Regions from separate parts of the Pan troglodytes genome. Here region 1 is linked to region 2. Evidence: chromatin contacts called from public HiChIP or PLAC-seq data. All regions are on one chromosome and are shown on one strand. The core of a region is the stretch at or near the end of the contact, and the rest is flanking DNA. Distances in the headings are between cores, read along the strand shown. Region 1 holds the start of DNAJC11 (DnaJ heat shock protein family (Hsp40) member C11). Region 2 holds the start of CAMTA1 (calmodulin binding transcription activator 1).

What was found. HiChIP or PLAC-seq counts read pairs in DNA pulled down with a chosen protein or histone mark.
Region 1: a contact with region 2 is called in an H3K4me3 HiChIP or PLAC-seq map of stem cell-derived excitatory neurons, with 5 times the contacts expected there. The contact joins the promoter of DNAJC11 here to the promoter of CAMTA1 in region 2. A contact is called at or near these places in 1 of 7 Hi-C or Micro-C datasets (blood) and 1 of 1 datasets of contacts at active chromatin or transcription factors (stem cell-derived excitatory neurons).

Annotation. Positions count from the first base shown.
Region 1 is chr1:225,294,806-225,298,236 of NHGRI_mPanTro3-v2.0_pri, reverse strand. DNAJC11 (DnaJ heat shock protein family (Hsp40) member C11) reads right to left here and starts at 2,118. Exons shown (of 16, transcript XM_016953272.3): 1 at 1,894-2,118. The coding sequence starts at 1,965.
Region 2 is chr1:225,207,867-225,211,772 of NHGRI_mPanTro3-v2.0_pri, reverse strand. It overlaps CAMTA1 (calmodulin binding transcription activator 1), which reads left to right and starts at 2,112. Exons shown (of 21, transcript XM_054662341.1): 1 at 2,112-2,241. The coding sequence starts at 2,197.

The DNA of each region.
Region 1 (3,431 bases), core at 869-3,368, 86 kb before region 2:
ATGGCAGCCTAACAAAATCTGCAATTCCCAAAGATATTTCACTGGACATTCTCACAGTACAGTGGCCCATACATTCGAGGGATTCTTTCATGAGGTGCTCAGTATCAAGCCTCTGAGCCCAAGCTAAGCCATCATATCCCCTATGACCTGCACATATACATCCAGATGGCCTGAAGCAACTGAAGATCCACAAAAGAAGTGAAAATAGCCAGGTCCTGCCTTAACGGAAAATATTCCACCATGGTGATTTGCTCCTGCCCCACCCTAACTGGTCAATTGGCCTTATGACAATACACGCTCCCCGCCCCTGTGATAATGTACTTTGTGATATTCCACCCTTAAGAAGGTACTTTGTAATATTCTCCCCACTCTTGAGAATGTACTTTGTAAGATCCACCCCCTGCCCACAAAAAATTGCTCCTAACTCCACCGCCTATCCCAAACCTATAAGAACTAATGATAATCCCACCACCCTTTGCTGACTCTCTTTTCGGACTCAGCCCATACGCACCCAGGTGATTAAAAAGGTTTATTGCTCACACAAAGCCTGTTTTGGTGGTCTCTTCACACGGACGCGCGTGACACTCAAGGATACAGTACCAGAACTAGCAGCTTTGTAGTCCAAGGACTGGTAAGGTAAGGTGACAGACTAGCATGGAGCTCACAAGCTGGGCTCCAGAGTCAGACTGCCTGGGTTGAGTTCAGGCTCTTGCACTTTCTAGTAGTGTGACTTTAGACACACTAATCTATGCCTTGGTTTCCTCAAGTGTAAATCAAGGGCTATCATAATACTTACCTTAAGAGCTATCCTCAGAATTAAATGAGATAACAGTACAAAGTTCATTCAGCATAGTGGTCCCACACAAGATAAGTTCGTATTATTAACACCACATAGACTAATATTTACTGACAACACACACTGAACCCGCTTTGGTTAGCATAGCCAAACTTGGCTAGCTTTCATTACCACTGGAAAACCTGAGAGATGGAATTAGGAATTCTCTGGCAGGGCTGAAAAGTCTGGACCCATCGGCTTAAAGAAACTGATCCACCTCATGACCTGACCCTGGAAGCCTTCTCGCCCTTCACACCTATCTCAACTCCAGACTAGTCATGAACAAAGGAGTGTAGTGGGGCCCTACTACTGCCAGACTATGTGAGACTCTCTCATGTTATCTTTTATTCGTTGAGGAGACAGGGTACAAGTGCTTGGTGTGAATGTTGAAGCTGTTGTTAGGGCACCACTTTTCTGGCCTGGGGCTTCTTCCTAATCTGCAGCCTCCGAGCCGAGGGTCTGTGTCCCGGAGGCTCTGCCTGCAATTTCTGGATAGCGGGTCCAGGGGAATGAAAGAGGGCACGAGACGCGTGCCTCTGAGGCTGGACCCACTTCAGAGGCAGAGCGTCCCCACGAAAGACTCGGGGACCGGAAAAAGCCCTAAGGACGTTTCCTAGTGGCTTTGACCTTGGTGGGTGAGACTCAGTTCGCCATCCTGCTGGCGGCGGGCGATGACACAGCCCCTCAGCCAGGACGAGTATGTGGGCTGAGCGCGAGACGGGGTCTCGGAGGACTGCGAACCCCACTACGGTGGCCTCCTCGGGCCCCCCGTTTCCTCTTGTGCGTGCGGGGGCCTCTGGCCCTGCCCGGACACAGTGCACGCGGCGCACTGGCCTCCAGGAGCTGGGGCGGAGGCCGGCCCCGGCACCCCCGGCGGAAGGGTCTGGGCGGTGGGGACGGCTCCATCGGGTGGCTGGCGTGCACGTCGCCGGGGTCACGCGGCCTCCCCGCCGGACCCGAGCCTCCCGTGGCGGGGGCGGGGCGGCCGCCGCCAGCCCGGCCCTCCCGAACGACCGGGCTCGGCCTCAGCCCCTAGAGCGTCCAGCCGCTGGCCTCACCTCCCTGCGCACGTTCAGCAACGAGTAATAGTCTTCATTGTCCAGCTCCTCCTCGCTCAAGGCCGTCGCCATCTTCGCAACCTTTCACCCCGCCAAACCGGCAAGGCCGTGCTCAAGAGGGGCCAGTGATCCGCGTCAGGGACAGCGCGGGCCAGCCCGGCTGCGCCACAGCGGCCCCTGGCGGCCCGGAGCCGTCCGCGCCCGGCAGGAGTGCGCCTGCGCTTTGCGCCCCCGCGCGGCCTAGGGCGGGACGCGGCGCCTAGGCAGCCCTAGCGGGGTGACCACGCGGGTCTCTCTTCGTGCTCCCAATGGACGCGTGGCAGCGTCCTCGGGGGCCTGAGATCCAGCCAGGACTCCCTAGGGCTTTTCTTGTACTAGAAAGGGAAACTTTGCTTTTTTTTTTTTTTTTTTTTTTGAGACGGAGTTATACTCTGTCGCCCAGCCTGGTGTGCAGTGGCGCAATCCCGGCTTACTGAAACCTCCACCTCCCGGGTTCAAGCGATTCTCCTGCCTCAGCCTCCCGAGTAGCTGGGACTCCAGGCGCGCGCCACCACGCCCGGTTAATTTTTTTGTATTTTTGGTAGAGACAGGGTTTCACCATGTTGGCCAGGCTGGTCTGAGGCTCCTGAACTCAGGAGATCCTCGGCCTCCCAAAGTGCTGGGATTACAGGCATGAGCCACCGCGTCCTGCCTAGAAAGGGAAACTTTGAAGTCACCTCCAGGAGATTGTCATCCTCTGGGAGACAAACCCCTGTGATACCACCTGTTACCCCACTGGCCCCAAACTCCTGGAAGAAGCGTGAGGTGCACCCAGTGCAGGGTGCATCCGGATCCCAGAAATCCCCCAAATGAGATTTATTCCTACCTCCATTGTCTTTTCTCTTGGCCACCCAGAAGCCTTCCCGCCCAGAACAGGCCTCCTCATTTTAGTTATTTGTTATTGCTCTAATTTAGGAGCACCTGGCCATCTTTCCTGCTGCTTAAATGACAAAGCAATAACTATTTGGTTCCTGATATAATTGTCTCTGGCAGGCATGTGTACCTGCAGTCCCTACCCCAGAGCCATTCTCCTGTAAATTTCTCCCTTATAATTTATCGGTGGAGTCTAATTGATTTCAACCTGGTGCCTGCTGTTTGGTGCATTATTAAAGATGTCTTGGTTACAATAATCTAAATAATTTAAAGGTCTTCGAAATGACGCCATTGTCAAGGGAAGGTGGACAGCAGCCCACTCTTGCCACCTGTTTGGTTCCCGCTGACCTGCGCAAGTCTCAGAAACCTTTGTTGTTCCTTCACTAACCACCAGTCCATAGCCATCCCCGTTGCCCTTCATAAGCAGGTCTCCTGGGAAGCCCCGAACACCTGTCTGTGGATTTGAGAGGCTGATTTCTTTCTCTTTCTAGTTTTTGGCCAGATGTGCACCATCTGGGCCTGTGTCTCATCCCTTCCAAGTTGCCCAGCCCTCTTAGGATCTTTTGGCATGAGACACTTCGGTGTGCTGAGACAGATTGTTCGGGTGGGTTGAGTCAGCCTGAAAC
Region 2 (3,906 bases), core at 863-3,362:
AGGCGTGAACCACTGCACCCGGACTGTATCGGTCTTTTTTAAAATGCAGTTTTTTTAGCCTATCATCTCACCTCATAAATGAACACCATAATTTTGGGTATTGCCCCCTCTATCTAGCAATGGGTATTTTCTGTTTCTGATGTCTACAACTAGCATAATGTTCCACTGTGTAGATGTAACACAATTTACTAAATACCCAATATTAGCACATGTAGGATGCTCCCAATTTTTTGTTGTAGTTAAGTACAGTGATCCTGTGAAGAATACCTTCACACATACAGCTTTTCTGGCATTTAGTGTTATTTCCTTAGAACAGATTCCCAGAAGTAAGATCACTGGGTCAAAAGATGCAGACATTTTTATGGCTTTTAATACATACTGTAAAATTGCTTTTCGAAAGGAATATACTAATTTACAATGCCACCAGCACTTTTAAGAATCCGTTTCTCCACACAAATCGTCAACATAGGTGCTATTAAGAATGCTAATCGATAAAATATTGTCCCCCCGTTGTTAAATTTTTGCAATTTTTGAGGCTCATAAAATTAAAGTTTCTTGAAGAATGAGTGTGTAACACAAAACATTCTCTTGGGACATCTTTATTTCTGGAAAACCTAAGACATTCTTACTTGTGAAGACCAGAAAAAGAACACATTTTGTTAGGATTGGCACAGAATTCAGTGTGACAGTCAATCTTAATGCCAGAACACTTGAACGAGGATTTTTCACTTATTTTGCTAGTTGTCACCAACAGTAGCAAAAGGAAAAATAAAATGCGGAAGAATGAAATGTTCTTACTGCAAACCGTACAAGATCACATTGAGGGGCTGGAGCTCTTACATTCAACTTTTCTTTCCTTTTTTTTCTTTTTAAATAATTTGCGATTGCAGCCTCTCCTTTTGTTTCCGATATTACCTGCCCAGGAGCAGAATTCCTTACTTTCTCCGGAGAGAGGCCGGTCCCTGGGAGCGCTGCCCAGCCACCCGCACGCCTAGCCGCCCCGAGAGCCGCACTCGGCGGACCCGGTTCCTAGGCTCGTTCCCGGGGCACCTGGCGGGCGCCCACCTCCCGGGGGGCACGTCCTCCCGTACGCAGCGCGAGGGCAGCGGGTGCCTGGCTATTTATTAGGAAAAGCCCCGCGCGGACTCCCCGGATTGAGGAGGGTGGGAAACTCGGCTGCCCCGCGCTCCACCCGGGCGGCCGGGGCTGGCGCTTCTCTGCTTTCGGCCGGCGGCCTCATCCTGGGACAGGCATCCATGAGTCATCCGCTCCGCGGGTCACATGGGCAACGTGACCAAAATAAAGTTTCGGTATTTTAAGCCGCCAGAAAAGGGGACAACGGAGCTCACCGGGGGCGGGCACAGGAGGCGGGCGCAGGCGGGCGGCGCCGGGGCCGTGGGGACGCGACGCCGAGGGGGCGGGGCCTGGCGGGAGGCTCGCCCCTCCCCCACGGCTGGCAGCGACGCCCGGACTCCTAGGCAGCCGGACTCCAGGGCGCGGCACCCCTGCGGACCTCAGCCCCGAGGCCCCCCGCGTCCGGCTCCCCACCGGCGGCGGCGGCGGGCTGCGGGATCCCGGAGATCCCGGCGCGTCCCCCACAGCCACCGGGACCCCACGCGCCAGCAGCGGCTTCCCCGGGAACGTCCTTCAGCCCCGGGAGCACGCGGGAAAAGCCCCAGCGTGCCAATGAGGGAGCGCCTTCCTCATGACGGTCACGCTCGGGGGCGGGGCTTCCCTTCGCCGCTCCCGAGTTCCGGGAACCCCCTTTGATTGGTCTGGACGGCCTGGGAAACACTGTAGTGACGCCCAATCAAAACGCCACGTCTCGGCCTCGAGGAAATATTCCGTGTCGGGCCCGTCCTGATTGGACAGTTCTTTCGGGTTCTGGCCACTAGGAAGCTTTGTTTAGGTCCGGAAGGCGGGCTTTCCTGGGAGTGGGTGGGGAGGGGGCGTTGATTCTTGACCAATCCTTTCAGTCCGTTGGGTGGTGACCAGCCAATGGGCCGGATGGATAGGACGCTCCTCCCGGAGAGTAGTGAGACCCCTGGTGCGGGGCGATTGGTGGCGGGAGCGATGAGTGGCAGCCGCACGGCCCAACGGGAGCTGTGCGTGGGCCGCGGGGCGGGGCCAGGGCGGGTGCGCGGCGGCGGCGGTACGAGGCGCGCGCTCGGGGTCCCGGTCGCGAGGAGGAGGAGGATGTGGCGCGCGGAGGGGAAATGGCTGCCGAAAACAAGCCGGAAGGTAAGAGCCGGAGCGCGAGGGGCTGGGGGGCGGCGCGGCGGGCGGCGGGACCCGGCCCCGCCGGACATCCCGGGCATCGGCGGCGCCGGGCGGGAGCGCGGGGGCGCGGCGGGCGGGCGACCCGGCCGGGGAGGGGGCCGGCGGGGTGGGGGGGCGGAGCGCGGCCGAGTCCTGAGGTGACTCGCGGGGCCGGCGGAGCGCGGCGCCCCACACCCCACCCCCGGGGGCGGGCTGGGGCCGGAGGGGGCGGGGGGCTCGCGGGGCGGGGACCGGGCCCAGCGAGGAGGAGGAGCCGGCGGAGGGCCGGCGCCTCCCCCACCCGGACCGGGCATCCCCGCCGCTCCCGAGCCCGCTGCGCGGCCCCCGCACCCCCGGCGCTGGGTCCACGGTGGGGGCCGCGGGGCGGAAAGTTTATACGCCTCGGGTCCTCCTGGCCCCGCGCCCCACTGCTCCGGGCCGGTCCCCGTCGGGCGGCAGCGGCCGGCGCTCAGCCCTCGCCGGCCCCCTGCTCTCCGGCGGGCAGGGCCAGATGTACTCTCTCCGGCACCCTCTTCAGCTCCGTGGACACCTCCCTGAGCGGGCGGGGGGTCCCCGAGCTTCTCCCCGCCAGGGGGACCCCGTCCTGCCGAGCGTCCCTCGGCCGAAGGGCCTCGTGTGACCCCTCCCCCTTCGCTTCCCGGGAAGGGAAGGGGGCCTGCGCAGCATCCCCGCCCCTCGCAGTCGTTCACATCCTACTCTTGCCCTTGCACCCTCACAGCCAGGAGGGTGGGGTCTCCGTTTCTATGGCAAGTGAGGATCTCCACACTCCCTTGCCCTTTACCTTCCGTGACCCCGATCCTTCCTTGGCACAGGGGTCCGTCTGATCTGCTCATCTTCTTTGGATTCTTTTGGGGCCTCTGCACACTCTCCGTTGACCCTTTTTGCCAGGACAAGGGGACTCGGGCTGCCCATGTTCTTCTTTCCTCACCCAGTGGATAGTGGGGGCTTGTGCAGCTCTGAAGTCATTTCTAAATAGGAAAGCAGACACTTCTTCCAGATCATGCATACTCTCGTACACTTTGCTGGGTTAGGGCGAGCTCATTTCCTAAATACCCTTTGAGTTGCCCTCCTTTTCTTATGGAGACAACTGGACGTTCACCGTGCTCCTTTCGCCATTTGTGTGTCTACACTGACTTGTTCTCTCTTCTCGGAGTTCCTTGTCTGGGTGAGAGTGGGCGCCCCAATAAGATGTAGGGCAGGGCTTCCACTGTGCCTAGTGCTTGAGTGAAAAGGGGCCACACTAGTTGCTCCTGTGTCTGAGGAAGACCTGGGTATATTTTTGCCTCCACTTGACTCTTGTGTCTCAGGAGGGGGCAACCTTCATCAGTTGACACTACCTCACTGGGAAAAGGGTCATGTGGCCTTGTTTTTTGATGTTTTGATTACTGTCTTCTGTGCAGTGAGAACCAGACTTTGTCCGTCCCACACTCAAGAGTCCTTGAACCTTTCCTGGATATAAACTTCCCGATTGTTTTTTGAGAGAACTCATATCCTCCTCTGTGGCTTCTGCTTCGCAGTCAGCCATATTTAGTGAGCCTGTTACTTTGACTTTTTCTAATTTTCTCAAATTGTATTCATGTTGGCTGGGTAAGGAGAAGCCATATGCCTTTCCATTCAGAAAAGGGA